Regions from separate parts of the Mus musculus genome. Here regions 2, 3, 4, 5, 6 and 7 are each linked to region 1. Evidence: chromatin contacts called from public HiChIP or PLAC-seq and promoter capture Hi-C data. All regions are on one chromosome and are shown on one strand. Each heading gives the region's core, a stretch centred on a gene start, on an enhancer-like site or on the middle of the called end of the contact. The rest is flanking DNA. Distances are from core to core; before and after follow the strand shown. Region 1 holds the start of Natd1 (N-acetyltransferase domain containing 1). Region 2 holds the start of Rnf187 (ring finger protein 187). Region 3 holds the start of H3f4 (H3.4 histone). Region 4 holds the start of Zfp867 (zinc finger protein 867). Region 5 holds the start of Flcn (folliculin). Region 6 holds the start of Nt5m (5',3'-nucleotidase, mitochondrial). Region 7 holds the start of Akap10 (A kinase (PRKA) anchor protein 10).

Region 1 (4,220 bases), core at 525-3,024:
CTAGACTGGCTGGTCAGATGCCACGTCTGTAGACATAAATGCACAGGAGGACTTCCCCAGGAAGTGGTGCTTGGGCAGTAGTCATCCAAAGGCCCAGCAGCCTGCAGATGAGTGGCCTGTTCAGACACTGTCCAGGAACATATTTTGACCATCTCCACTTACATTCTTTGGAAGTGACGTCACCTGAGACTCACAGGTTTTAATCTTCCTTGTTCACAATTGCCTCCAGCTCTGACTCTGCCAACCAGGCTCCAGGCCCTCTATGATGGCTGGATCCCTTTCAGTCACTTTGCATATAATGACACACCTCCGCACTGCCTTCTGTTTACAAACGCTGTGACACAACACCCACTTGTTAAAAGGAAATTATTTGCTCAGAAAAGATTCTCTCAGTAGTATGTCTGACCCCCCAACCAAGCAATAAAAATGATTGGAAGAAGGCAAATAAAAGATTGGGGGGGGGGGTTACAGAGGAAAGTGTTCATTAAATGGGGACTAAATGGCCTGGCAGCCTGGGCAAAGGTTCAAGAGTCAGTCACTGCCACTAATGACAAAATGCCCACTGCAACTTACAGAACTCTCTGTGGCAATGTGAGGTCGTACACTTGGAAAAGGATCTTGCAGTTTTTCACAAAACAAAATATCCACTGGCTATAAAACTCGGCAGTATATTCCTGAGAGCTACCCTAAGGGAATGCTGGCCAGACGACATCCACAGCCTGTTACTCATAGCAGCTCCAAACCAAAACAACACAACAACCCATTAACACGTGATGGAAAACTGGTACCTGCTTCCTGGGAAATCTCTGACACACTGGTGAACATGATAGCAGCAACAACACAGCTGATGACAGGTGGAAGCGAAGAAACCAGATACGAAAAGGTAAATACTGTGTAGTTCTTAAGAAATAGGATGTTCTTAGGAAAAGCTGTTTAGTCAATAGCGCTAAAAGTCAGGGAGCATAGCTACTTCAAAAGGAAGAAATCAATTGGAAGGGAGCCCACGGAGATCTCCATTTAGCTGTAAAATGCTTCCTTGTTGGTCTGTCCCCCGCCTCTCCCCCACCCCCAGCCCCCGCCACGCACACAGACACACATTTTGTACAGGTTTGAAGTTACAGCCTTCAAGCATTCCACTGAGGTACTCAAACTTTAATGTCTGTGTGGTGGTCTCATAGATGTGGACATCAAATTTGCACGGTAATTAACAGAATATGATTCTGTGAACATCCATGGTCGGCAAGCTTTCCTAATACTGTACTTCTAGAGAAACACTGGCTCCTGGGTAGCTAGCTCCCTAGGGACCTCATATTTCTGGCTTTCTTTGGGAGGGGTGGCTTTTCACCCAGTCCCAAACATGCCTAGGGGTAATCTCTCAATATCAGCTACAGCTGCCCGAGTGGGTGGGCTGCATAGCTCCAGCCCGCACGATTCCAGCAGAGAGTAGGTTTGCCTGTCAACACCTTGCATTTGACGTTATCTATTGCCTCAGGCTTGCAGTGAGGCTAATGCCTAATATTAAATGGCTGTCGCGGGGAGGATCTAAATTACCCCATAGGTCATTGCGTGTTTTGCATATGGGTCCGTGTGGGTCCTAAAAGTCATTCTGGGGCATTCGGGAGGACAATCGGCGCCCTGGATGGACCAGCACATCATTGTTGAAGCCGCGAGCGAAACGGGCAGCGCGGTCTCTTTAAGAGACGCCAGGAATGTATCCAAACAGACAGTGCGCGCAGCGCACGTGACTCACAGCTGATTTCCGGCCCCGCCCCCTTCTCCGGCCCGCGCCGCCGAAGAGTCAGTTCGCTGCGGCCCGCGGTCCCCAGTGTCGGCGCGCGCGATGGCGCACGCTACCCCGCCGAGCGCACTGGAGCAGGGCGGCCCCATCCGCGTGGAGCACGACCGCCAACGCCGCCAGTTCTCCGTGCGCCTCAACGGTACCGAGCTGCCTTTGTTTGCGCGCGCGCGGGCGGGACGGGGCGGGACCTGCGGGCGGACGGACAGATGGATCCCGGGGCGGGAGGGCTCCCGAACCCCCCGACTGGCACCGCCGGAGCGCGTCTGCCCGGGCAGCCCGCACCTGCTAGCGCAGCCGGCCTCCGACATCGCGGACGGAGGGCTGCCACCCTGGGTCCCAGAGAGCAGGTCACTGGTGGCCTGCCACCCCCACCCCCCGGGTGTTCGGTTGCTTCCTGCCGCCGTGGAGGAGCCTGCAGGGGCCTGGGGCATAACCTAGGGAATATGTGGCCTGGAGGAGGAGGCGGGTAGGTGATTCTGAGACTTTGGCCAGTTTGTCTAGTCAATGTGTGCATCGGTCTCCCGGAATCTGCAATGGGGATAGCTGGAGTGCAAACCGCTTTGGATGAGATGCTGTGGCAGTAAAAGTTCAGAATGACACATTTGGTGCACAGCAAGTGCTGATAAACATAGATAAATGGCTACTTTTCAACAGATAGAGAAGTCAAAGCCTCATCTGTAGCGTTTGTACCAGCAGACCGACACTCCTCCCATTGATTCTAGGGCTGGAAAAGATTGTGGAATATGGGACCTTGAGCTCTCTGTAGCCCACTCCTCCCAGCTGGGCCCTCTGGGGAGACCCGACTTAGCCACTGCCCATATTATTTTGATTGGAAGGATGCACCACTTGAGTGTGGTCGGCCAGTAGGTAGGTTGTAAGCAGTCAAGCATACGCAGCCTATCCTGACTTCCTGAGCCAACCTTCTGTGACCTGCACTTGGAGGCCAGGTCTCCCGTTTGTGCCACCTAACCACCGTGGGGGCAGCTATCACTTCCTGTGTTGTGACATACCGCCCCACTTACAGATGAGTAAACTGAGGCTGGGAGTGCAGGAAATGGGACCTGCCCAGCTTTAACAAGACCAGAGGCATATTCAAATCAGGGCCCAGCTGCCCCTTGCCCTATTCTTTCCGTAGAGAAACAAGTCCTGCTGTCATGCTGATGGTAGCTCAGCTGACTGTGACACTTGGCCCTGATCCCTTGAGAGGCCTTATCTGAGGGTTTGTTTGTTTTTTGTTTCTTTTTTCTTCAGATCCTCTTTTCTGAAGTTTTCTTAGTTCCAGTGAGGCTTTTAGTTCCTGGGGACTGTGGAGGCACATCAGATCCATAAAGAGAAAGGCAGAAGCCTTAGGCTTCTCTCTCTTTCTTTCTTTCTTTCTTTCTTTCTTTCTTTCTTTCTTTCTTTCTTTCTTTCTTTCTTTCTTTCTTTCTCTCTCTCTTTCTTTTCCAAATGGGTCCAGTCAAAAGGACAGTACTCTTGAGAGCTGGCTATGAACAAATGATATCCTTAAACTTAACCGTTCTGCAATCTGCTGCCCCGTTGACAGAGAGACAGAATTGCTAGAGGCGGGCAACCTCGCCTCGGCTCCTCCTGTACAGCCTGGGCCAACAGTTTACTGAGTACCTACTATTTACCCAGGACTTGTAGGGCTGCCAGTCTAAAGAAGGAGATGGGTCTCAGATGAATTGCATAATATCTCATAAAACCAAGGCCTTGGGAGGCGTGGTCAGGCAGAAGGAAGGGTCTATTGGGGCAGAGCCACTGTTTGGCATTAAGTTCCAAGCAGGTGGTATTTAAGTAGAGACCTGAAAGAGACAAGAAACAGCTGTAGCTGTGAAGAAAGGCACTGTGTGAAAGAAACCTTTGAGAGCAAAGGCCCTGCAGTACCCATTGTGTGTTTCAGAGCAGCCAGGAGTGGTGCAGGCATAGAAGAGCGTGACAGGTAGGATAAGGCTAAGAGGTCAAGGAGGCAAATAATATAGGAACCAGAAATGTGAGCTTGGGTGTGGCTTCAACCTTCAGTGCTGTGGGGTCCTGAAATGCCTTGTAAAGAGGACAGATGCCATGGACCAGGAACCCTAAGGCTGTGCTGATGGGAAGCGCACTGTGGGGTATGACAGTGGGGAGCTGGGTGCTGCACAAGTCCAAGCAGTGTGATCAGGGGTGTGAAGAAACGTCTAAGTCCTGAGCATGTGTGACAGGAAACATGGAGGAAGTTTGTTGATTGGAGGAGACTGGAACTCAAGTCTACATGACCCCAGATTGAAAATGCTGGGCGTGTATCCACTGTTCCATGGGTGGGAAACCAAGGCACAAGGCTGATGGACAACTAGTCCAAAATGGAACCTCGGATGTGTATGTGTTTAAAGATTTGTTTTTATTTTATTTGTGTGTGTGTGTGTGTATGTACAGACAACATACA
Region 2 (4,220 bases), core at 516-3,015, 2.0 Mb after region 1:
GGCTTTTCTTTTAAGCCAAGGTCTTGTCTTGTAGCTCAAACTGGCCTTGAACTCGATTTCCCTGCCTCCATCTCCCAATTGCTGGGATTAAAAGTACAGTCATTGCCTAGGATGCATAATGCCCTGGGTTTGAGCGCCAGACCTCAGTAACAATTTGAGAACCATGTTGGATCTGGCTATGGTCAGTTAGATGAGTGTGAAAGTGCCTAAGTACAACTGATTTTTTATTTAATTAATTTTAATTAATTTATACATAAATGCTATATCTGTTGAAGAGGTTGGCTCTAAACCCCCAAGGATACCACAATTTAAGGACACTCCAATCCCTCAGATAAAATGTTTCTCTTACACACATCACATCTCTCTCTCTCTCTCTTACACACACACACACACATACACAATTCTCTTTCACTCACAGACACAGACACACAGACACACACTTTTATTTATTTATTTATTTATTTATTTATTTATTTATTTATTTATTTTTGAGACAGGGTCTTACTATATAGCTTTGATTGGCCTGAAACTCACTGTGTAGACAAACTGGCCTGGAACTCACTGAGAACTGCCAGCTCTAATTCCTAAGTGCTGTGATTAAAAGCATGTATCATTATACCCAGCTAAAACATCATAATATTTACATGCATCTTTCTATGTAATATTTTTTTCCTAGATGACTTATGATACTTAACAGGATGTGAATACTGTGCAAATCTTCATTCTATTGTCTAGGAAATAATGACCAGAAAAGGGCTGTATAGCTTTAGTACAGATGTGGCTGCTGCCATAGTGTTTGGAGCATATAAATGGCAACATCACTGTCTTAGTTAGGGTTTCATTACTGTGAAGAGACACCATGACCAGTGTAACTCTTATAAAGAACATTTAACTGGGGCTGGCTTACATGTTTAGAGGTTCAGTCCATTATCAAGGCAGGAAGCATGACAGCATCCAGGCAGACAAGGCTCTGGAGAAGGAACTGAGAGTTCTACATCCTGATCCAAGGCAGTCAAAAGACTGTTTCCCGCAGCTAAGAGTGAGGTCTCAAAGCCCACGGCCACAGTGACACACTTCCTCTAACAAGACCACACCTCCTAATAGTGCCACTCCCTGGGCCAAGCATATTCAAACCACCACAGTCACATTTACAGTTATATCCGCAATCTCAGTCTGAAGAGTCACACATTGCAGATAGCTGACTACAGCTGTATTAACACAATATTCTTTAGAGTGCTTTCCTGCAAAACGTGCTGCTGTTCTGTGTGCACAGTGAGACTCCCTGACTTCATTTTATGTCGCTATCTTAATTTGGTCATACTCCTGGTTGACTACACAGGCATCTGCCTACCTAGCCAGTTTTATCCTGCTTCAGGGCTGAAGGTATAGCGATAAGTCACCCTGGAAAAGCCTTTCCTGACAGACCACCTCCCAAATTATCTGTGGGAGATGGGCAATTATTCATGATGTTGGGGCAGTACCCTGCAGGATGAGTAATCTTATAGGACACAGGGAGTATCTTTGTAAGGATCTGGGTTTGGAGCCCGCGACTGACACCATCAGGACAAAGGTCGTGAGCTGCTACGGGAACCAGTGTGGAAGAGAGCTCAGCTGCTCAATCATGGGCAGGGCGATGAGCGAATACCAGAACCTGAAATGAGAGCGCACAGCTGCAAGGACCTGGATGGAGGAATGCGCAGCTGCCAGGACCTGGACGTCAGAGCGCACGGCAGCCAGGACCCCGCCCCGCGCGCGCGCGTGCCCGGCGTTGGCGCAGTCTGGGTCTGAGTCGTAGGCTGAGGCTCGTCGGCCTTGATCTCCGGCCGGTCCTCGGCCCTTCTGCGCCCTCTCCGCCCGCGCCCTCGTCGGCGCCGCCGCCCGCAGCCCTGGCGCTCCCCGCGGGCCCAGCTGATGCCATCTGCGCCCTGTGTCAGCGCGCGCCCCGCGAACCGGTGCGCGCCGACTGCGGCCACCGTTTCTGCCGGGCGTGCGTGGTGCGCTTCTGGGCCGAGGAGGACGGGCCCTTCCCGTGCCCGGAGTGTGCCGATGACTGCTGGCAGCGCGCCGTAGAGCCCAGCCGCCCTCCGCTCAGCCGCCGCCTCCTGGCTCTCGAGGAGGCGGCCGCGGCGCCGGCGCGCGATGGCCCTGCCAGCGAGGCCGCGCTGCAGCTGCTCTGTCGCGCCGACGGGGATCCGCTGTGCTCCGCCTGCCGCATGGCCGCTGGCCCGGAGCCGCCGGAGTGGGAACCGCGCTGGAGGAAGGCCCTGCGCGGCAAGGTGCGCGAGGGGCCCCTGCACACTGTCCACCTTTGTGGCTTACCTGGAGTCAGGCATTCGATCAGTGTGCTGACCTCCTCTTCCCTCTCCCGCATCCCATGGGTGCCCAGCACCCTCCCTTCCCCGGGGACCCTGCCATGCTAGGGGCTCTTGGATCCTGGAGTCCGTGATTCTGCCTTCCTTCATCTCTATTATCTGTCTCCCGGACCCTGCTATGTCCCTCGAGCTATTATCTCTAGCGCATGCTCCTCCGTCCCCCTTTCATCCCAGGTCTCTGGCCTAGCTGTGCCTTATCTCTATACAACCTTAAGACTTCTATTTTTCTCGAATTCCCCTCAAGTCCCGATCCCATTCCTCAAGGCCTCTTGCTCCTATCCCGGTGTGATTTCATCGGTGCAAGCCCCGCCCATCCACTTGCTTATGGAGACCTGAGAGTGGTCTTTGGTCTACCAGTTACCATTTGCAGCCCTCTGAGGGGCTGTCGGTCCACCTCATTCAGGAACCTTCTCTGCTATACTCTCTTGGTCATTGCACGTAGCACCTGCCACCGGGCAGAAACCGACTATTAGACTCTGTGTGAAGATGGGTTGCAGGGATCTAGATAGAGTATCATCCCTGACCCAGAGAGAGATGTCTGAATAGCCAGGTAGGAAAGCCGTGGTCTCCGCCCGACAGGAGAGAAAATCGTAGCTTAGCGTGTTTGAGGGTGCTGTTATCCTTATGTTCTGCAATGATGCACCATGAGCCTCTGGAATAAGTTGTGAAGAACACTTTTGAGGTGGAGGCCTGTGGTTACATCCAGGTCCCAAACTGAGGTAGATACACTCTGTCAGAACATACTGCTGGGGTTGTCCTATGGTTTGTCGTCCCCTTACTAAGACAGCAATCTCCACAAAGACCAAGCAGGACACAGAGAAGTCAGGAAAGTCACTGTCTTAAATCAAGCTGACACTAAAGGGGACCTACCTAAAATCCTGGAATCACACAGCTGACCTTGAATTGCCTGCTGTACACCTAGTTCTGAAGAGGTAGAAGCACAGGAGACCCTTTTACGAAACAACCACTTTCCAGCAGAGACCGGACGAGTAGTTCCAGTCGCCAGACTGCTGATCGGGGTGTTCAAATCCTTCTTCCCAGGCTCTAACCAGCTTCTCTCTCCCAGGAGAACAAGGGCTCTGTGGAAATCATGAGGAAGGACTTAAATGATGCCCGGGACCTGCATGGTCAGGCAGAATCAGCGGCTGCTGTGTGGAAGGTAAGTGGGCTCTCCTGGATATGGGGAGCTAGCAGGGCAACCAAGCTGAGCTGCTGGAGTTTGGCTGGCTGGACTTGGTGAGTTGAGTGTCCGTAGGGCTCCTCTCTTCGGTGTGCTTTATATAAGGATGATTTGTGAGCTTCAGGTTCCTTTTCTACACAGGACACTTTCTAGTACTCTTGATTCTGACCAACCCCAGCTGTTACCAGTAGAACATTCTGTTTTCTGGCTGCCACACAATACCACACACATGATTGCCCTGGAGGCTGGAAGTCCAACAGGCAAGCCATGGCAAGTCCAAGTTGGGGCTAGCTTCCGGTGGCCTTTCTCACTGTGTTGGCACATGGAGAGTGGGGAGGGGGCTCTTTGGGAGTCCCTTTTACTAGAGCACTGATCCCATGTCTCTTTGGTGGGACTAACCACATCCCAAAGGCCCACCACTTAACACCATTGCCTGGAGGTTTCAGCACAGAGATTTGGGGACACAAGATTTGGTACTTAGCTAGCCTTCACCTGATACCACCCATGGCATTAAACACCAAGATGACATTATGTTACAGTTTGTTTGTTTGTTTGTTTTGTTTTTAGGTTACTTGTCAACAAAACCACACATTAGTTTAAACCCTGCAAACTTTTCCTTTTATATATTAAAATTCATTATAGTTCCCTGCCCATTTTTTTTAAAACAT
Region 3 (4,220 bases), core at 1,052-3,551, 2.0 Mb after region 1:
TCATCCAGGAGACCCACGTAATCAGAGTGGTCCACGGTTTGAAGCTTATGGTTTGACTTTGGTGGGGACAGGAGAAGGAACCCCCTAGTCTCGACCCAGACAGTGAGTGAGCGAGCGAATTCTCTGGACGGTGGTTACTCACAAGGAAGGAGCCTTGCACTGCGCCAGGTGCCAGGGGCAAGTGCGCCGCATGGGGGAAAGGCTGGGTTTGTGCTACAGCACTAGGGAAGACCAGGAGCTGGGGCAGAGGGCCATTGTGGCGTCAACTCACGCAGGCAGGTTGCTTGGCAGAGATGCCGCGGGGGCGGGGCTGAGGCTGCTACACCGAAGGGAGGAGGCGGGGGCTTCGTTGCTTAGGGTGGAGCCAGGGAGAAGGGGGCGGTGACAGAAATATGGCTTCGCTAGACCATATTTGTGGGACCAATAAATAGATCAATAGGGCAAAGAGATTAGGTGGAGACTCAGGTGGGGAATGCAGGGAAAATGTGGTCGGGTTTGCATGGATTGAGGCTAGGAAAATGAAAAGGGGGCAATTTAGAAATTAGCAACTCAAAGTTGGGAGGTGGTGATCCCTGCCTTTAATTTCAGCACTCGGGAGGCGGAGGCAGAGGCAGGCTCATCTCTGAATTTGAGGCCAGAGGGAGTTCCAGGACAGCCAAGGCTACACAAACAGTCTTTAGACTCACCCACCCCCCCATCCTGCCCCCCTCTACCTCCCCTCTGCCTCCTTGCCCTCCCCTGCTCCCCCATCCCTGGGCTTGGAGACATAATGGGCTTCAAAACTCTTCAGTTGCATACTTATATTATATGCACACCCTAGGAGTAATTTATGTATTTAACATTGGCATTAATGAGTGATTCCACTACAAAGGAGAGGTAAAGTTTTCTGTGTTAACCTCACAGGCTTATTCAGGCTATTCCCCTCAGCCCTCCACTAATGCAGTTCAGTTAACCATCTCGGGTTCCTCCCAGTTTGATTTCTGATCAAGCCGGTTAGTCTCCATGCCGGTCATCTCTGAACACCACCCTTTTTGTATGGCTCAGAAGTCATACAGTACTGGACAGTATGAAAAACCAAGGCTCAGAGAATTAAACTCCAGCGCAAAACATCCTTTTGATAAGAGAGGTTCCTATTGCTTACAACTCAGGTTGAGTCAAGACAACAGCTAGACTTTCGTACCCTACAGGAATCGTTTAAGACAGGATTCTCTGGATGTGTCCCCTGGAAATATGTAAGTTAACACTTTCCTGACTCTTTTGCTGCCGCCGTTAACAGATGGGCAAAATTAACTTTAATCAAAGGCAGTTCACTGGGCTTTCCATCAGGAGAAAGGCCAACTTTTCAAGTACAGGAATAGCTAGCCTTTTTAATACCAGGCATTATGAGCCTTAAAACACAAAACATAAGTAACTTGGTTACTGAGCAGATGCGTTTGGATACTATCAACTATGCAAACATAGCACGTTTACTGCCGGTAGGAGCTACCTTCACTTGGTAAAACCAGTCAGCAACACAACCATCATCTTGTAGTACAAGGGCTCAGGCCACTATACCTATCAAGGGAAGGCAGGTTAGAATAGGACGGAGCTGCAAGTCAAATAGCTCAATGGGCAAGGATTAGCTGCTAAGCCCTCTAGACTGATCTGGGGAGACACTTCGATTGCCGGCCACCTTGTCTTCACCTCCTGAGGAGACAGGACACCTAAGTCTACGTTACAGACACTTTTTCTGACTCTGTGGGTGGCTCTGAAAAGAGCCGTTGGGTTCATGAGCGGTGCCTGTGGGAGCCTAAGCCCGTTCTCCGCGGATGCGCCGAGCCAACTGGATGTCTTTGGGCATGATGGTCACCCGCTTGGCGTGGATAGCGCACAGGTTCGTGTCTTCGAACAGCCCCACGAGGTACGACTCGCAGGCCTCCTGCAGCGCCATCACCGCGGAGCTCTGGAAGCGCAGGTCGGTCTTGAAGTCCTGGGCGATCTCACGCACCAAGCGCTGGAATGGCAACTTGCGAATCAGCAGCTCGGTGGACTTCTGGTAGCGCCGGATCTCGCGCAGCGCCACCGTGCCAGGGTGGTAGCGGTGCGGCTTCTTCACGCCCCCGGTGGCCGGGGCGCTCTTGCGGGCCACCTTCGTGGCTAGCTGCTTGCGCGGAGCCTTGCCTCCCGTCGACTTCCGTGCCGTCTGCTTGGTGCGTGCCATCTTCCTGAATCGTCCGCCTCCCTTGCTCCTCAGGTGCACAATGTGGGGGGCGAGTAGCACTGCTTTTATAGACCCAGCTACATTCCTATTGGCTGCCCACCAGGTGGCATTATGGGATGCTGCACTCTGATTGGTCCATTGGGGGATTGACTTTACACCCTGCCTCTTATATTCTCTCTGAGTGGTGTGGACTCTGGAACTGTTAGTTGCGGCTCGGTAGGAGGGCAGCGGGGTCTGTGGAAAAAACTCAAGTCGCTTTCTTGGAGCTTTTATTGTTGTTGTTAAATAAAAAAACAAAACAATCTTGCCTCGACTCCCAAGACACAAAGAACCTTCTAGAACCTTTCTGCATGCTTCCTTTATATAACAACGAGGCATAGTTTTCCTGAGTTCTGGAATACTAAAAAAACATCCACCTGGTCTGAGGACGCCCCTGGGGGCGAGGGCTGGAGGTAGCTCAGCAGTTAAGCTTAATTCCAGGACTCGGGAGGCAAAGGATGGTGGATATCTGTGTGTTTGAGGTTAGCCAGGGCTACATAGTATTAACACTATTTTTTAAAAATAGGGAGGGGTAGAGATGGAAAAAAATAAAGAGAAAAACGAAAAGAAATTGTGTCGTTTGCTGGAACAATGGAAAGAACTCAAGATCACAGTGTTAAGTAAGCTGGATCCAGGCAGGAAGAAAAGCATGGCATGGGTTCTCTAGCATGTGGAAGCTAGATTAAAAAAAAAAAAAAAAAAAAAGCATAAAAATGGGGTCGGGGTGGTATTTATAGAGAGAAAGGGACCAGAGGGAAGAGGAAAAAAAGGGGAGAGCTGGTGTGTGTGTGTGTGTGTGTGTGTGTGTGTGTGTGTGTGTGTGTGTGAAGTTATCAAAATGAAACCCATTACTAAGCACAGTTAACGTACGTTAATTAAAAAAAAAAAAAAACTAGAAGATATGACTCAAAGAACAGTAGTCCATGCTTATAACTTCAGTACTCGGTAGCTGAATCAGAAGGATAATAATTTTGAGGCTTAGAGTACACTGAAATGACGCTTTATCAAACAAAATAAAACATCTTTAGATCTGAAAGAAAATTAGGAAAAAAAAAAAAAAAAGGATTTCTGAAGCAAAGGCTTTCAAGGATAACATGGGCTGTATTCAAGGATTCCCCCAAAGGTCACAATCAGGGTATCAAACAATAGTAATAATGATTATTTAGATCACGTCAGAGGATGAGAAATGTCGTCCACATAATTTCAAAAAACGTGAGTCCAGAAAAGGATAGAAATCAAACTGTGGTGCATCTTTACGGATTTGGTTAAAAAATAGAACTCACTGACAATCATGGTGTTTTGCTTCCAAACGTGTATGTGTAGTTTAAACTGACGCCGGTGAACGCCAAAGCGGGGAATCCCGAGCCCGTGCCTGCGGTGTGCGGTCGCGGGTAGGCGCTACGCCAACCGGAGGACGTGGGTCGTCCATTGGTGGTGCCCAGGAACCGGGACGTCCCGGCCCGCGCCACTCTCTAGTGCCAGCTTATGGATACAGTGACAGGGAAAATAGCTTCACGTTCAGAAAGAACCGAAACTCTTGCCTCTGGGAATGTACGACCCTGTGAGACATCGGCGACACACACAGGGCTTGAAATTCTGAGGGAGCCAGGGAGGAAGGAGCTGTCCATCTTGCACCTCACACAGCCAATTGGATCAGTCAGAGCTTTTGGACTGACCAATCAGAAAACGCCCCCGAGCATGCCCATGCTCCGGAGCCGGAGAGGGCAAAGCGCGTCGCTTCTCCAGCACCCAAGGCCGAGGTGCCCATCAGAGGACGCGGGAAACCTTCTCTACACCCCGGTGCTCACGCTCCCACACTCCCGCACCCCCAAACCTCGGCAAGGCCAGACTACAGCTGTCACCGCGTTGGTTCCCGAGCTGGGCGCTGCACCTATGGAAGCCACTGCTGTAATCTTAATTTTTTTTTTTTAATTTCTTTTATTTTATTTCAACTAGACTGCGCCGAGCTTCCCAGAGAAGT
Region 4 (4,220 bases), core at 506-3,005, 1.4 Mb after region 1:
GCCGTCCTGCAGGCTGCAGGCTCTGCCTTTCACCACCCAGGCAACAGCCAGGGCCCCACTCCTGAAAGACACTGGCAACACACCTCTTAGCCGATTTGTTTTCTCCTCATCTTTTTTATTTTTATTTCTACCAGGGTAGAGGCCGTGTTGAGCTGGCCTCTAATGAGGACTTTAAATTTCCCCTGGATGGTTGTTGGGCGGGAGGGGACTTTTTTTTCTGAATGGCTATTAATAGTATTAGATCATTACAACTTATGTAATTTTCAAAGGTTGTGCGATTATAAGGGAAAGAGGCAAACCATAGATAACACAGAGCCCGATTAAAATAAATTGGCATTGGAGTGCTTCACCCTTTAAAAAAAAATTATAGATGTGGCCCTTCATTAACTTCTATTCGAAGCTGGGCAGTGGGGGCGCATGCCTTTAGTCCCAGCACTTGGGAGGCAGAGGCAGGCGGATTTCTGAGTTCAAGGCCAGCCTGGTCTACAGAGTGAGTTCCAGGACAGCCAACATTACACAGAGAAACCCTGTCTCGAAAAACCAAAAAAAAAAAAAAAAAAAAAAAAAAACCAAACAAACAAAACTTCTATTCAACATTGCTATCTTAGAGGAGTGCCTTCCCTTTTAAAGCTCAGGCTAGCTCCTTGTTTTGGCCAGAGCTCTCTAGATGAACAGAGCTGATAGTATATATATAATTTATTAGAGTGCTTTACAGGCTGTGGTTCAGCTAGTTCGATACTAGCTGTCCCCCAACAGAGAGCTGTGGGCAACCCATGGGGACGGATGTCTCTGTTGGTCCTCAGTAGACACTGGAACCCTAAAGAAGTAGATTCTAATAGCAGCAAAGGCATGCTTTGGTGGCAGGGGAGACAGACTTGCCAATGGGAGGGGAGACAAGCAGGTAAGGAGCAGGAGCTTCCTTCTTCCACATTGCATCATATAGCCTGTCATGAAGGTGTGCTTCAGGGTTAGAGTAGGTCCTCTAACCTCAGATGATCCAGTCAAGAAAAATCGCTCACAAGCATTCCCAGCCTCTCGGGTTTTAGTTGATTCTAGACGTAGCCAAGGTGACAACCAACAATAGCCATTACAGTCCTCAAGCTAGGAAGATTATGACATCTAAATTTTTAAAAATGAGGGCTCTGGCTCAGTTGGCAGAGTCCTTGTTTAGAATACAAGAAGTCCTTAGCAGGATCCCCAGTGATGCATAATAGCACACATGTCCTTCTAGCACTCCAAAGATGGAGGCAAGCAGATCCGGGGGTTCAAGGCTGGCCTGAACTGTATTTGAGGCAAGCTACACGAGACCCTCCCTGTCTCAATGTATTCACAATAAAAATTTCAAATAATTGTCATGTTAGGAATTTCCAGTTGTAAATAGCATATGTGTGTGTGTGTATGTATATGTGTATATCTATCTATCTATCTATCTATCTATCTATCTATCTATCTATCTATCTCTATCTCTATCTCTCTCTCTATCTATCTATCTATATGTTATTGTTCCATGGATATGTTTCTGTAGGTAAAGTACAAGTGTGTCCTGTCCTGGCAGGGCCATTGCTAGAGTGCAAACAAATCTTGTCCCGTAAGTATCTCTCTGTCAAAGGTTAGATTACATCCCTAATCACTCAAGGATTGGGGGCGTGTCCAAACCCTTCGTCTATCAGAGTGGAATTGTCCAATCAGGCCGCAGCTCGAGCGGAGGGGCGGGGCAGGATGCTTTACTCTCGCGGTGTTTGGTTCTTTTCACTGTTTAGTTCTTGTTCAGGTTCCGTTTCTTCAGGTTCTATGTCTGGCTCACAGTTGTGTATGGTGGCTCCGCTGTAGCTAGCGTCCTTATGAGGTGCAGACGACGACGATGCGGGACAGCAGAAATTCGGAAATGGTGAGCGTTCCGGCCGACGCTGGCTACAGCCAACCAGTACCAGCCGCAGGGAAGGCCTCCGTAGCTGGTGTCTGCGGCCCGATCCCGGTGCTGTCCGGTGTCCTGGGTGTCCTGGGTCCCCTCGCTTCCCATCTGCCCTCGCGGCGGCCTGACCGACTCACCTCAGGACTTGGGGCGTCATGGCCGACCCACCTTAGGACTTGGGACGCTGGCTTCTTGGTTGTGGGTTCCCGCCCTTCAGCCATGGCTGGGCTTTCCCGAGTCTTGGAAAGTGGGGTCTCAATCTATTTACTCTTCGCCTGCCTGTCCCACGCCCCCGTGTTCACAGTGAAGTCCCAAAATTCCAGTCTTTAGGGCCGTCCCCCCGCTAGTCTCAGGACATCGATGGTTGGTTAGTAGGAAAAAGCCGAGAGAGATTTCGTCAGTGCGGGCACCGTAGAAGCGGGACAGATGAAGGGTCTAGGACACTCCTACCCCAATTGATCTTTGGACAGGAGCTTTAGGCTTAAATAGAGGAAGGCCAGACCAAAAAAAAAAAAAGCTTAAACACAGCAGCCTAATGTAAGGTGGGCCCCGCCCATCTTTGTCTCCGCTCATTTGAGACCTGAAGGGGACTAGGTGTTTCTCTGGAGATAGCTCCTGCTTCTGTGAAGGGCTGTCCTTCCATGAATCCTGGGTGACTGCAGGTTAAGGACCATAACTTATCTCTGTGCCCTCAGCGGCAGAGTGAAGGCCGGGATGCCAGGCGGTCATCCCGCCTTTATTTGTGGCTGTATGTGGATACACACACGTGTGTGGGTGTCTGAGGAAGTCAGAAGACGGTGTCAGATTCCCTGGAGCTAAAGGTATGGGCGGTTATGAGCTGCCCCAAAGTGGTTGCTGGAAACTGAACTCCATCCAGCTTTCTTCAAGAGCAACAAATGCTCTTAACCACTGAGCCATCTCTGCAGTGCCCCCCGCCCCCAACAGTTTCAGTACCAGTATTTTCAAATGCCAACTTCTACTGTAAAAGGTTTTAAAAGTGACAACCATTACTGTTTATTTTCGTTGCTAAATAAATAGAAATTGACACAATATCTTTTTCATTTCCTATTAGTAATGGTCCCAGGTTCAGAACTGCCAGATGCTGACAAATTTCTTATAGCTGCCATATGTCCTAGCCTAAAGTTGACCTTTCATCATCCACTTAGACAGCAGCCTGAGATCTGGGGTGAAACCTCTTCGAGGAGCAGCTAGAGGACCTGGAGCTGGAGCAATCGAATAGTCCTCATCTCAATAGTTCATTTTTTTCCTTGTTTTTTAAATACTTATGTATATGAGTACCCTATTGTTGTCTTCAGTACACCAGAGGAGGGCATCGGATCCCATTACAGATGCTTGTGAGCTACCATGTGGTTGCTGGGAATTGAACTCAGGACCTCTGGAAGAGCAGTTAGAGCTCTTAACTGCTGAGCCATCTCTCCAGCCCCCTCCTTTTTTTTTAAGATTTATTATTATACATAAGTACACTGTAGCTGTCTTCAGATGCACCAGGAGAGGGCATCAGCTCTCATTACGGGTAGTTGTGAGCCACCATGTGGTTGCTGGGATTTGAACTCAGGACCTTTGGAGGAGCAGTCAGTGCTCTTACCCACTGAGCCATGTCGCCAGCCCCCCCCCCTTTTTTTAAAGGATTTATTTATTGTGTATACATCTTCTGCCTGCATGTATGCCTGCAGGCCAGAAAAGGGCAGCAGATCTTATTATAGATGGGTTGAGGCACAATGTGGTTGCTGGGAATTGACTTCAGGACCTCTGGAAGAGCAGGCAGTGCTCTTAACCGCTGAGTCGTCTCTCCAGCTCCGTAGTTAATTCTTAGGGACATTGTCTCCCTCTAAGCTTAGCTCCACTCCTAGGAATCATTGTTTAGTTAGGTGCTGGTGAATGTGGGCCTCAGAGCAGCACTTCCTGCCATCTCCAGTCTCTCAGTTGTTAGGGGAGAAAACCTTCTCTCAAGGGATTAGAAAGAAAACCTCCAGCGCGCAGTGGGGCAGAAGCTGACACTGTGTTTGAGTCAGTCCAGGGTCTCCCGAGGTGTGGCTGGTGAGGTTTTCAGCAGCACTAGGGTGAGGGAACAGCCTTTTTTGGCACTTGATCCTGACAGGTCTGTCTGGTCTTCAGGACTTGCCCCCTTTTTTATAGTCATCACCTTGAGATCGTTGCACATTTATTTGAATCTCAGCTTTTCAATAAGTATGAATTGTACTCAGAGCTGAATAAGGTAAATATTCTTTTGAGACAGGGTTTCTCTGTGTAACCCTGGCTGTCCTGGAGCTCACTTGGTAGACCAGGC
Region 5 (4,220 bases), core at 1,236-3,735, 1.1 Mb after region 1:
GTAGATGCAAAAACCACAGGTCTCATGATAAAGGGAAAAGACATCGTTTATTCTGGAGCCATTTTGTGTGGCCTGGAAACACAGATTTAGATTACCCCAAATGAAATGTTCCAATGTGTAGGCATTTTTATGGTTTTTGTTTTATATTTCTGTTTGTTGAGACAGGGTTTCTCTGTGTAGCCCTGGCTGTCCTGCAACTTGCTCTGTAGACCAGGCTGGCCTTGAACTCAGAGATCTGCCTCCCAAGGAATGGTAAAGGCATGTACCACTCCTGCCTAGCTCAAATTTTAGTTTTATAGAAGAAAGAAAGTCATAAGACACAGCAAGTTTAAAATACATTGGCAGGTACCTCAGGCCGGTACAGCTAGATAGGTGAGCTATCCTGTAGGCCCAAGATGGTGGGTGAACTTGTTTGGTTTTTCAAGATGGGGTTTCTCTGTATTGTCCAGGCTGTCCTGGAACTCACTCTGTAGACCAGGCTGGCCTTGAACTCAGAAATCTGCCTGCCTCTGCCTCCCAAGTGCTAGTTGACCTTTTGAATTGGCAAGTTAATACACTGCACAAGGTTTTTATCTACTTGTTCTGACATGGAGGTAGGCAAGGAATGGCTGTTGCAGAGGGCTAGCTAGAACTAGCTCAAGGTAAGGCAACTAGCTTTTGGGTCTGCAACATCCCAGTCCGTCCACTGGTACTGACATTCTAATCAGCCAGCCATCTCCGAAGACAGGCTCCTTTTGAGTCGGGAAGTGTCTGTCCTATGGCTGAGGCTCCTGTGGGGAGCTTGCTTCAGCGAGCCTCTGGGACTGGATCGGTAGGAGCAGGCAAAGGGACTCATTACCCCCTCAGCCTGCGAGGCTTCTCAATGACTGCAGAAAGGAATCCTGGTAGCCTGCCTCAGCCTTAGAGACCTGGGGGAGCCAGTGGGGAGCTGCACACTCCTGCTGTCCCCTCACTGACCTCCAGACTCTCTCTGTAGTGACTGCTTTTGGTTGGCTGCCCAAATCCTCTGGTCGCAATACAGGATCCTGGTTCTCAGAGCCATAGTCAGAGCTGACCTGGTTCTTCCTAACATCGCTGTGGGGAGTTGCAACTGGTTTCACTTATATCCTGAGTGGCAGTCTGCTTAAAGCTGTTTTATCCTGCTTAAGTTTGTTAACCCCTAGTTGTCAGGTATCTGCTTTCTTCTTCTGCTGTCTGCTTGCTCTAGTCTTGGAGAAGGGTAGGGAAGAGCCTCGTGGAGGACAGGAGATGACTCACAGTATCAGGAATAATCGGATTGGTAAAAATAAACACACACAAGACAATACCTAACACCATAACTCCACCCTGCACTCCTTAATCTTTACCAGGCAGTAAACAAAGTTATAGAACACAAGTTTGCATATTTTTTTTCCTCCTGCTCCCTCTTCCAACAAAACACGAAAGCTGAAATAGAGAGAAAGGAATCCGATCCCCGTGATTTGAAAAACAAACAGATACCAACTCATCAACTTCTACTCATCTGAAGCTTCCCACTTCCGGATAACCACATTCTGGGCGTCCTCGTGTACACAGCGGAGGCTGGCAGCGCTGGCCGCTGTGTACAGCTGGCAGCGTTAGTTACAGGCTCAAGCCCAGAGCTCTGTTCTCATCTGTCTTCAAGGGCCCATGGTATGCACTAATAGCTTTAAAATTCATTTAAAAAAAGATGTATTTTTTTTTATTATTTTTAAAATGTGAGTACACTGTCACTCTCTTCATGCACACCAGAAGAGAGCATTGGATCCCATTATAGATGGTTGTGAGCCACCATGTGGTTGTTTGGAATTGAACTCAGGACCTCTGGAAGAGCAGTTAATGCTCTTAACCGCTGAACCATCTCTCCAGCCCTTAAAATCCTTTTTTTTTCTTTTCTTTCTTTCTTTTTGGTTTTACAGGGTTTCTCTGTGTAGCCCTGGCTGTCCTGGAACTCATTCTTTAGACCAGGCTGGCCTGGAATTCAGAAATCCATCCGCCTGCCTCTGCCTCCCAAGTGCTGGGATTAAAGGCGTGCGCCACCACTGACCGGCTTAAAATTAATTTTTAAGTAGCTAAATAATATTCCATCCCTCATCCCCAAACGGGAAATCAAACCCAGGGCTTAGAGAAAACAACCCCACAATCCACGAACTGTTTTGAAAGCTAGTTTGCAAAGATAGGGCCGGCTCAGGGCAAGACTGAGCCGTGCACATGCGTGGTCCTGCTTCGCTCTGTACCCTCCTCCCTCCCAGGACCTGTCCGTACCTTCCACTTCTCTCGAAGGGGAGACGGTTTCTCTGATCTGCAACTTTACAGGCAGGGAGTGGAGTCCCAAGAACTCCCAGAATCCAGAGGAAATTTTCCGCAAATCTTTCCTCTTCGGTAGGGACAGGGCATGGACTGACTAATTCTCTCTGACTTTTTTGAAATGTCAGTTTTGACGTCACCCCTGCAGAATGGCTTCTCTCGGCGGCCGGAACCATCTACGCTTTTCCGCGGGGCGACTTGCCGCGCCGAGGGGCGCGCGTGGCCGAGGGGCTTGGATTCCTTGCCTGGAGGAGCATTACGTGACACAGCAAGGCTCCGCACATCCTAGTCGCCTGCGGGGGACGCAACGCTGCTCGCTCCGGCTAGTCACTGGCGTTGCCTGCCCTCTGCCGGCCTGCGGATGGTTCGGTCCGGCTGGGTCACGCGCTAAGGCTCAGTGCAAGGGCCTGCGGAACGGGCTAGCACTTGCCGAGGGGCAGAACAGTGGCGACAGCCCCAGGACAGTTGCGAGCGGGTTCCGGCCCAGCATCCGGGAGACGGCGGCAAGCGCCCCAGCTGGGTTGGTGTTGGGCCATAGGGCTGAATGGAAAGCGCGGATGGTAAACACCTGGGAGAGGGAGGTGGCAGGTTCCACCCCCCGTTTGGGGTAATTGCTTTAGTTTGACTGAATACTGTTGGGGACGTCGCCCTGCCAGTCAACCTCCGTTTTCTAGCAGGATGGCCGTCTGAGGACAGGGCAGGCAAGACACCTCATTTCTCTCCACTCTTAACAGGGTAACTCGTCCTCATGCGTTGGAAGAAATGGTTAGCCCTGGGATTAGCCAGTGGATCGCCGTTGAGGTCACAAGTGGCCCATAACAGTAGGGGGCCAGGAGGACCTACTGCAAGTATAGGGTGAATTTCCATTTCTCGGGGGTGGGGGTGGGGAAGCCTGGTACCACCCATGGTGTCCGGCAGAGAGAAAGACTACAGCTAGTGTATTGCTGGCAGTGCCGAGCTATCATAGTTGTCATTAAACAGTAGAGAGGACATGGCACGTGACAGTGTTTGCTCTGCTAGTGTCAAGTGACTGGGTGCTCTTTAAAGGAAGTCCTGCTGAAGTTGGCAGTAGTAGAGAGGGGAGTGGTTCTAAGTTGGAGATAAAGTTCCCTGCTGAGTTTCTTACCCACTCTATACTAGCTAGTGTAGTAGGGGGATCAGTGAGTTTCCTGTGGGAGACAGTTACAGCTCCTGCTGACTTCCGTGGAGATCCTTGTAACCCCTTGTTTGCCTACAAGGCACTCTTAGTGGCCTGGTGCTGTGAGAAGACAAGAAATAGAGATGAGGAAAAACTAGGGCACACCAGGGAAGGATGGTGTGGGTCTCGTTTGCCAGGCTTGTGGTTCAGACAGCGGGAGCAAATCTCGTACATGCACAGCCTGCCTCTCAAAGTATGACGCTGAGGAGACTGTCTTCAGCTCGAAAGGTTACTAGGAAAGGGTGGTTAGGCACACTCCCAGAAGCCGGCTCCTGTGGTAGAAGAATGTGGTAGACATTGGGATTGGGAGAGTAACAGAAGACCTAGGCTCCTTCCTCACCGGAATTCAGACGCCATATGCAATCCCGTCAGAGAAGCCTGTTGCCCAGTGCCCAGGAGGATTTCCAGAGGATAAGTGACAGTTGGTGTTACGGGCTGGGAAGGATTAGAAACTCAGGTAGTAGGTTTCTCGGTGGCTGCAGAATGGAGTGTCATGTAGGTTCCATTACAGTCTTCCAGGGGCTGCCTGGGCTGAGGAATGAGTAACCAGAAGATTCGAAACTCTTGTTGGACAAACCCCCTTTTTTTCTTTTTTAAAGATTTATTTATTTATTTATACACTGTAGCTGTCTTCAGTCAGCACCAGAAGAGGGCATCGGATCCCGTTACAGATGGTTGTGAGCCACCATGTGGTTGCTGGGAGGTGAACTCAGGACTT
Region 6 (4,220 bases), core at 489-2,988, 1.1 Mb after region 1:
GCAAGATAAGGGAATGGAGAGAGTGCTGAGTGAAGTCCTGAGGCAATGTGCTGTCACTGACATAGGCAGAGCTGTGTCAGCACCCCAGAACCTCAGACCCATGAAGGAAGGGCAAAGCCCCACCCCCATCCCCTGGCATGAAGAAGCCTTCCTCTGGTCCAAGTATAGAATTTGACAGTATATGCAGAGAATGGCCACTCTAGCTTTCCCCCTTGAATGTTTCCCCCCTGCAGACTGCCTCCCCTGTTTCGTTACACCTCTGTCCCCATCCCTGCCCATCCGTATACACCCGCCTTTCTGTTGATCCCTACAAACACCCTGGGCTTCCAAGAGTGCTGTGGTTTCTCCAGAAAAGAGCCCAGCTCTCTGTGTGTCTTTTTCTTCATGACCTCACTGCCTTCAGTCCTGGAAGACTGTGAAGAACGAGATGTTACAAACCTGATAAGTTAAAAAACAAAAACAAAAAACACTCCTCTGACCATCAAGCACTATAGCCCCTAGACAACCAAGTGAGAAACGCTGGAGTTTCTAAGTTTATGCTGAGCAAATCCCCCTATTCCTTTCATAGAATAGTTTAAGTCTCCAAATTACACTTTACCAAAAAGCCTGGATCTCTGTCTAGCCATGAGGGATGGGAAGGTTGGGGGAGTGGTGCCCAAGGTCTTACCAAAAACCTTACACTGGTCAAGAGGGAAGTTTCACTCTTCCCAGTCCGACTCCCCATGTGACACTCTGCAAGTCACATTCTCTAGCATACAGTATCACTCAAAGTTATGCTTCCATGGGGTAAAAGAGGATGGCAAAGACACTCCTGTCAATTTCATTGGGAGGGATAGCCATGTCTGGGTAAGAGACTGAGAATGCTCGGTTTTGTTTTTTGTTTTTGTTTGTTTTTAATGTAACCAATTATCTGAGGCCAAACACACCAAGAATTTAAAATTCAAGCCCAGCATGGCTTGCAGTCTCAGCTTCTTGAGAGACTATAAAACAGGAGGATCAAAAATTTAGGCCTCCCTAGGCTACACAGTGAATTAGTTCAAGGGCAGCCTAGGGAAGCTAGTGAGAATGAAGGACAAAGTACAAAGTAAGAGGATGGGAGATGTAGGTCAGTGGTTGGGAGCCTGTCTAGTCTACAGAGGTCTGGGTTCAATCTCCAATATTTAGAAGAAGTGGATACTGAAGGGCAGCGGCAGGAGAGAGGAAGAGAGGGGAAAAGGGAGTCCAGCTGGGAAGGGGGATTAAGGAGATAGCTGGAAACCCAGCAACAGCTGAATGGTTGGTCCCTCTAGCCCTGTAGCCCTAGTCCTCCCAGGATCCGTGTGGTACCAAAGAACCCGCCAAAGGTCATTGGAGGAGTCGAGCTGGCTTGGGGCTGGACAGCTGCGGCCTCAGTTTCCCCTCCCCGCGGGGCACGGCTGCGGGGCCGGCTGGTGCTCACGCTTAGCCCAGGCTGTAGCCGTCCGTACTGCTCCGACACCCAGAAGCCGCGCCGGTCCTCCAGCGCCACGAAGGGCAGGTCGGGGAAACGCGCGCGGAACTTCCGGAGGAAGCCGCCCTCAAAGTCCGCCAGCACGCCGTCCATGTCCACCAGCACCCGCAGGGCGCGGCTGCTCGCCCGGCTCCGCTCGGCCCGTAGCGGGGCACCGCGGGGACGCGCACAGCAGCCGCGCAGCCTATGCATCGCCCCGCTCCTCGCCCGGGGCCCGCGGCAGACGCAGCCTCCACCGCGGACACGGACGCGCAGGCTCCGGCCCAGAGCGAGGCCGGCGCGCAGCCCCGCCGCCCTTAAAGGGACATGCGCCCAGAGAAGGTGAGCGCGACGTGGGTGCTGATCGCCCTGGGACATCCAGTCCCAGGTTACAGCCGCCTGTGAAAGCCAGACTGGAGCACTCTTCCTACTGAGGCAGTGGTGGATGGAGGAGCTCACCACCGGAGGAACAAATCCTTAGGTATTTATTGAGCGCTTACTTCGTTGAGCTCTGAGCCCAACAAAGTTCCAGCCATCCCGGATTATGGGTACAGGTTTTTAAACAGCTTGTCATTCCCAAGTATAGACAGGGAGGATTTCAGGTTTTAGGTACAGGTAAAGGCAGATACACCTGCTGTGTGTGATCCTCTTTGTTCATAGATGCTGAATGTTTGCAACCATAACCTTATAAAATTTAAAGCTATCAGAGGTGTAACCTTCAAATCTATAAAGGTTCTAAAAAAAACAGATGCTCTGTGTCCATCCTAACATCACTGGATTCAATAGTGAATCTCCAAATATGTCTGTAAATTTGTTACTGTGCTTCATGTTATTAAAAAAAAAGGAATTAGTAGGTAGAAAAAATATTTTAAAGGATGCAAACATGAAGGTATTTTTGGTAAAGAAAGGTCTCTGTATGTTAAATCTTGGTCCTTCCTGATCTAGATTCCCAGCACCCTGCTGGCTGCTCACAATCCTCTCAACTCTGAACACAGGGGATGCATACAGCACCCTCTGCTGGCCTCCATGGGCACATGTGGTGCACAGACATACATATTGCCAAAACGTGGGGAGAGAGAGAGAGAGAGGGAGGGAGGGAGGGAGGGAAAGAGAGACAGACGGATACACAGGATGTTTGTAAAGATTTTTTAAAAAGACTCTGTCCTAAAGAGAAGAGGGATGGCTGGATGTTTCCAAAATAAGAAAGATAAAGACAAAGCTAGAAAGCTCATGTCCCAAAAGGCCAAGCAAGTTACATGGGAGGACCAGACAATCTGTTGTGAGATTATGTTTTCTGGAAATGACAGAAAAACTTCCATAATAATATGGCTGCCTAAATAAGACCACAACAAGGAACCACCACTGATAGACATGCTAACATGGAAGAGAGACAGTGCTCACAACAGTCTGTAGCTTCAGTTTCTGGAGATTCAACACCTTCTTCTGGCCCCCTCAGGCACCAGGCAAGTGTGTTATACCCATACATACATTCAGGAAAAATAAATATCTTTAAAGAAACTCACCCTCCTTGTCATCTATGAACTTCATTCTCTAAGTTCATGAGACAAGAATCTAGAGGCACTGACTCAGTAAAAGCTTTGTGACTATTGTGGACGCCCGATTCGCCAGCAAGGAAGACACCACAACAGGATTCTTCTGCACAGGTTTATTGGAAGAGCTTGATAGCGAAGCCAAAAGACCCCAGCCCCAAAACTGGCGCTGCTTATATAGGCCTAGGAGTGGCGTGTCTATACCTGATTGGTTGTGCTTTCAGTGCCTCATTTACATTCCCCGGGATGGGCTTTGATTTGGTGAGAAACCCTTATGCACATGCGCACAATGGTTGTTTACCTGAACTTACGGGCGGTGGCCAGCGGTGGCCAGCGCCATCTTGTAATGGCGTATGTGACTTCCCACAACTATGAGCTGCTGGAACCCTATCCTGAGGTAAGCCCACCGGGGCTAGAGGGCTTGGCACAGTCAAGGGTCTTCCTAGTTCACAAGGTTTTCAAGGCAGTGAACAAGAGCTGGGGAGAAGAGGCTCTTCCTGTGGGGCTCCCTGAAAGTTGGGCAGGGAGCAGCAGGGTTGAGTTTTCAAGAGCCAGACAAAGCTGGACCTTTTATTAATGCAGCTGTGTGAGTTGTCCATGCACCTCTAACTAACCCCTCACCCTTATGCGTGGTGGTAATCTGAGTAAACTCATCGGTTCACCAAGCTAGTCTTGGGTGGAATTTTTTCTTTGGTCTATCATATCTCTCCAGGAAAAGTCACACAGCACAATCCATAAAACATGCCACTTCAACTGGGCTTGGCTGGCCAGATCAAGTAGCACAGTCACCCTGAGCTTCAAAAATGGTAGAACGAAAAGAAGTGGGACAGTTGCATGTTGTCTGGGGTGACTCCCACTGCAGTGTTGGTAATCTTCAAAATCCTGACCAGAGTGACCGTCTTTCAGCAATTTGTCATTTAGTGTCCCTGTGCCAGCCTGCAGCAGGAAAGACCATCTTTCCTGGGACAGTGTTTGCTGAGCCCAGCAGGATGCTGGGCTAAGCTGTGCTGGGCTGGAGTGATGCACACAGCGCATCACTTTCCCAGAGTCTGGTTTGTCTGTTTCACATTTGCTGAGCCTGTAGTCACTCACATCTGCTGTGTTAAGACAAGCTTAGGTTTGCATTAATACTGCTGCAGGTTACAACTGTACCTCAGGAGACAGAACGCGCTGCCTAATGTCTAAGTCCTGATCCAATTCCT
Region 7 (4,220 bases), core at 669-3,168, 1.0 Mb before region 1:
CCCCAATCTGGAGGGGTTTTAAGTTCCCTCTAATTCTATTCTTGTCTCCATTGGCTAGAACTTGCCCCTTTCCCAAATTTCCCATGTTATTGTTTTAGGACACAAAACCTTATCTAATGAATAGTTTGGGGCTTGAGATAGCACCCCTCCTCCTTTTCTGACCATGAGCAATAGGGTAGCAGACTACCTGTAACTTTTTTAGAGTTCTGTGACAAGCCTGCACCAGCCACCAGCTAGGGGGCCTATTGCTTTCTTCTTATCTGTAAATGGACTGTAACAATCTATTTCTCACAGAGAATAAAAGCAACTCCAGAATCTCTGGTAGGGGGGGCTCAAAGAATAAACCTCATTGGAAATTGAGTTGAAAAACACTTCCTCAACACTGATTTATGTTTATTTAGCCTGAGAGAATGAGTAAGGATTCTAGAAATCCTAATGGAGCCAGAGCCCTCCCCTCAACCCCATTGACTTTTTGCTCATTTAAGGGATTTTTCTCACTCATTCGTCTGGTGTTCCTCCTGCCCTGATCAGCTAACCAATAGTTAACAAATACAAAACAGTCTCTGCCAAGACTGGAACTCCAGAAGGGAAAGGCAAAGGAATAATGTAAGACACACCACCCATTCTGCCTAAGAACAGAGTAGATACTCTAACTGTGGATCCTTTGCAAGTGTTGTCTGTGCTCCTAATTGCTAAGCCATCGTTCAACGCCTTGTTTTGTTTTTATCTGTTTGAGACACAGTCTCACCTTGGCCTAAAATTCCCTAAGTAAATCAAGCTGACCTGGGACTCAGTGATCCACTGGCTTCTTTCTGCCTTCCAAGTGTGTTAAAGGCTTTCACCACCAGAGCACCTCCCCTGGCTTGCCTTAATATTCTTAGGCAAGGAAAGGTTTTCAAGGGTGGGCAGTGGGTGGGAATAGGGGAGGGGTATGCCCAGAGTGTAATATTCATTTCCAAATCATCTCAGACCTCCACACCATTACCTCACATGGGGCAACCACAGCCCTGCTCTCCTTTTCAGTTCCTGCCCAGCGTGACCTTGAAAGCTGGCCTAGTTTCCTCCATACCAAGAGCAAGTTTAAAGACTGTTACTAACCTGGAGGGTTTAGTATGGTATCTGTGCACGATGTTATAAATAAGTTTAGCTATGATGGTTTTTCATCATTTAGCAAACAGGCTTGGAAACAAAACTAGCAAACTTATTAACCTGCTCTAATAATATGGTTAAGACTCCAGGCTTTACTTAGTTCCTGTTTTAACACACCGAATAATCAGGCAAGTTGCCGCTTCTGCACTTGTTTTTCCTTCTGTCTCAGGTAGACTTTGCTGATCCAACATAAAAATCAGCAACTGTGTGCATCACGAGTTCCTGGTTCGCTTTTGACAGTAGTTGTAGCTATAGTGGCCATCCATCCAGGGCGCTAAAGGTGGGTAAGCTTTAAGAAAGCCAGAAGATTTATAGGAAGGTGGCTTTCGAATAAGAACGGAAGAAATAGCCCTCTGTTGAGGCTCAGGTTGCTGGCTCTTTCTGTTTTGAGCATCTGTAGGGATTTCATCTGAAAATGAGCCTACCACTCTTTTTCTCCTTCCTTCCTGAGGTCACTTTGAGGGAGGGAGCTTCGGGAGCTACATAAGAGCAGCTCCTCGTCCTGCAGGCTCGCCTGCATCCCCCGGGGACCTGGCAGGGTAAAGCTGCCAAGCAGCCTGCGGCATTTAGCAAGATTCCGCGAAAAGGCTGCGCAGCAGTGCTGGCGGGGGCTTCCCGAAGAGGAGGAGGTTCAGCAAAGAGACGCTGTCATCCGAAGCCTCCAGGGGGAAGGGCTCGCGGACTCGAGGACGCCAGGTCACGTGGGCTGAGCGGGCGCGCGCCCCGGCCCCGCGGGAGGAGGTGCGCAGGAGGAGGCGGGGCCGGGGCCTCCCGTGAAGCCCCGCGCGCGGACGGACCGGAACTCTAAGCGGGTGGCTTGTTGATAACATGGCGGCAGCAGCTGCCGGGGCATCCCGAGGTGGCGGCAGCGCCCACACCCGGAAGAAGGGGCTGTTTTCGGACTAGTGCAGCGGCTCCTGCGGCCCCGGAAGTCCCGGCCAGCTGCTGAATGAGGGGAGCCGGGCCCTCCCCGCGACACTCCCCCCGCGCCCTCCGCCCCGACCCGGGCCCCGCCATGTCCTTCTTCCGGCGGAAAGGTAGCCGAGGGGTCGCCGGCGGGGGGTGAGCCGGGTCTCGGGCAGCGGTGGGGCAGCAAACCTGCAAGGGTTTTGTCAGGGCGGCCGCGAGGCTCTCGATGAGCCGCTCGGCCTCGGCGCCGACACCCGCGGTGCAGTGTGCTGCCCGGGACTCCGCAGGGAAGAAGGTGGCCTCCTCAAGCGAGGTCGAGGGGCATTGTCGCTTTGGGCCAAAAGTGTCTGCTTAAACCCATAGAAATTAACACCTGTTGGCTAAAGAAAAGGTTTTCCTGGTGTGTTTGGTTTCTGGAGGTTTGTATGTGTGTGTGATCCACGCGCGCACTGTGGATGAAGATCAAGGAAATCCCTTTACTTATAGGAAGTCTTGACTTTTCCGAATATTGGGGGGGGGGGGTTATACCTAAAACCACGTGCAACTGTTATTTCTTCAACTAGCGCTATTTTCTAGTTTCCTCTTTTGGGGGCGGGGGTGGAGAGCGGAAGGGGGCCCACTGTTATTCCTAAAATAAAATTTCTTACTACTGAAGTTCCGTATTCAGAAGACTACTGCTTTTGATGATTGAGCAACTTTACTAATTATTGAGACCGTTGCTGCTACTATAAACGAACTACTTAGATTTCGGATGTCCAGTTGTAAAAGCTTACTTAGTTTTTAAAGTAGAGGCAAGGTGATTTTGATCCTGGAAAGGGTTATGGTATTTCATTAAATATACATACACAAATTGATCAATCAAATCTCTTTAGGTGGAGGTGGTTGTATCTCTTCATTCTTACTGAGAAGATGTATCAGACAGACTTTTTTTTTTTTAAACATAACACCAAATCAGACTTGTATTCACGTGATAGCTTTTTCATAAACTCTGTAACCCGAAACAGCCGGTTAACCCACTTTTTTTCCAGCTGAGAATCAGATGATTCCTAAAGGCCTCATAGGACTGAGGCTGTCTGTTGATGCTAGGTGAGGGAATGAATGAAACTGGTAAATAATAGGAAGCTTTATCAGTAAAGTGTCTTAATATCTCTGGAGTTGTTAATGTACCTAGGTTGACAGTGTTGTGGTGCTTGTTTTTTAAGGGGGGGAATGCATTCTAAGTATGGGACTAATTCAAGTTGAACAACAGACTTCTGTCTGTTCATTTAACACACACTGTCGAGTGTCCAGTCTGCCAGACACTGTCTTAGGGTGTCATGAAATAGTTATATGGACGTAGTCTCTGTACCTATGAAACTCATTGATGCTGAAGGCAGGCAATAAATAAGGCCAAAAAAAAAAGTGTGTATATACTTACAAATTGAATGATGTGTAATGAAAGACTAATTTATGAAGAAAAACCTATTTTGGTTGGATGTTAGAAGAATTCAGTATGTAACCTTGAAACGTAAAACTAGAGGATCAGTAGTAGAATGTAACTTTAGAGAGGTCAGGAAAGACACTGGAGGTACCAGGAATAAAGAGCTGGTGCCCTTTAGGAAAGGCAAGGTGGCCACTGTGGCTGAGGCATAGAGAAGCAGATAGGCAGACACCACATTATCGAGAGTTTTATTCCAAATGCAGAGAGAATATATTGTAAAGCTTTTGAAGAGAGGTGACCTTACAATAAAGGGTGATCTGATTATTTGCTTAGAAAGTTTATTCTAGAGCCAGATGCTCAGCAGATAAAGACCCTTGCTGTGCAGCCTAACCATCAGAGTTAGAGCCCCAGGACCCACAATGGTGGAGGGAAAGAGTAACTCCCATTAAGTTGTCCTCTGACCTCCACACATGTGCTGTGTGGTACATCCACTCCCACAAAATAAATAAATGTACTTAAGGAGTAAAAAGATTATTCCAGATGATTTCTGGAGATTGAATGTGGCAAGAGAGCTAGAAACAACCTTTTTGAGGGGTTGGGAGTCAAGACAGTCTGGCTTTGTAGTCCTGGCCTTAGCATTTCCTGTTGAGATGGGGACCTTGTGGACATTCTTCTTCCTCTAATTTAGTATTTGGATTATAGGCATGTATCACCACACCCAACCTCTGAAAACAGCCTCATA

The links. Promoter capture Hi-C pulls out the DNA fragments that hold promoters and counts their contacts. HiChIP or PLAC-seq counts read pairs in DNA pulled down with a chosen protein or histone mark.
Region 2: a promoter capture Hi-C map of pre-B cells shows a contact between it and region 1, with 2.8 times the contacts expected there. The contact joins the promoter of Rnf187 here to the promoter of Natd1 in region 1. A contact is called at or near these places in 2 of 39 promoter capture datasets (erythroid cells and pre-B cells) and 1 of 115 datasets of contacts at active chromatin or transcription factors (embryonic forebrain).
Region 3: a contact with region 1 is called in a promoter capture Hi-C map of liver, with 5 times the contacts expected there. The contact joins the promoter of H3f4 here to the promoter of Natd1 in region 1. A contact is called at or near these places in 1 of 39 promoter capture datasets (liver) and 1 of 115 datasets of contacts at active chromatin or transcription factors (embryonic forebrain).
Region 4: a contact with region 1 is called in an HNF4G HiChIP or PLAC-seq map of pancreatic cancer cells. The contact joins the promoter of Zfp867 here to the promoter of Natd1 in region 1. A contact is called at or near these places in 1 of 39 promoter capture datasets (liver) and 1 of 115 datasets of contacts at active chromatin or transcription factors (pancreatic cancer cells).
Region 5: a contact with region 1 is called in a promoter capture Hi-C map of liver, with 2.8 times the contacts expected there. The contact joins the promoter of Flcn here to the promoter of Natd1 in region 1. A contact is called at or near these places in 5 of 39 promoter capture datasets (the 3T3-L1 cell line, erythroid cells, liver and 1 more) and 2 of 115 datasets of contacts at active chromatin or transcription factors (large pre-B cells and pancreatic cancer cells).
Region 6: a promoter capture Hi-C map of pre-B cells shows a contact between it and region 1, with 3 times the contacts expected there. The contact joins the promoter of Nt5m here to the promoter of Natd1 in region 1. A contact is called at or near these places in 2 of 39 promoter capture datasets (3T3-L1-derived adipocytes and pre-B cells), 1 of 484 Hi-C or Micro-C datasets (B cells) and 2 of 115 datasets of contacts at active chromatin or transcription factors (forebrain and pro-B cells).
Region 7: a contact with region 1 is called in a promoter capture Hi-C map of pre-B cells, with 3 times the contacts expected there. The contact joins the promoter of Akap10 here to the promoter of Natd1 in region 1. A contact is called at or near these places in 2 of 39 promoter capture datasets (liver and pre-B cells).

What each region holds. Positions count from the first base shown.
Region 1 is chr11:60,911,346-60,915,565 of GRCm38.p6, reverse strand. Natd1 (N-acetyltransferase domain containing 1) reads left to right here and starts at 1,774. Exons shown (of 3, transcript NM_025294.5): 1 at 1,774-1,937. The coding sequence starts at 1,841.
Region 2 is chr11:58,936,451-58,940,670 of GRCm38.p6, reverse strand. It overlaps Rnf187 (ring finger protein 187), which reads left to right and starts at 1,765. Exons shown (of 4, transcript NM_022423.2): 1 at 1,765-2,276; 2 at 3,439-3,531. The coding sequence starts at 1,887.
Region 3 is chr11:58,959,792-58,964,011 of GRCm38.p6, reverse strand. H3f4 (H3.4 histone) reads right to left here and starts at 2,301. Exons shown (of 1, transcript NM_001318003.2): 1 at 1,739-2,301. The coding sequence starts at 2,200. The coding sequence ends at 1,790. Trim17 (tripartite motif-containing 17) reads right to left here and starts at 231. Exons shown (of 7, transcript NM_031172.3): 1 at 143-231.
Region 4 is chr11:59,470,009-59,474,228 of GRCm38.p6, reverse strand. Zfp867 (zinc finger protein 867) reads left to right here and starts at 1,755. Exons shown (of 4, transcript NM_178417.3): 1 at 1,755-1,888. The coding sequence starts at 1,862. It also overlaps the pseudogene Gm12263.
Region 5 is chr11:59,808,304-59,812,523 of GRCm38.p6, reverse strand. It overlaps Flcn (folliculin), which reads left to right and starts at 2,485. Exons shown (of 13, transcript NM_146018.2): 1 at 2,485-2,864. Gm16062 (predicted gene 16062) reads right to left here and starts at 2,444. Exons shown (of 2, transcript NR_045686.1): 1 at 2,263-2,444.
Region 6 is chr11:59,845,591-59,849,810 of GRCm38.p6, reverse strand. It overlaps Nt5m (5',3'-nucleotidase, mitochondrial), which reads right to left and starts at 1,738. Exons shown (of 5, transcript NM_134029.2): 1 at 1,439-1,738. The coding sequence starts at 1,681. It also overlaps a transcript of Cops3 not described here.
Region 7 is chr11:61,927,955-61,932,174 of GRCm38.p6, reverse strand. Akap10 (A kinase (PRKA) anchor protein 10) reads left to right here and starts at 1,918. Exons shown (of 15, transcript NM_019921.3): 1 at 1,918-2,186. The coding sequence starts at 2,099.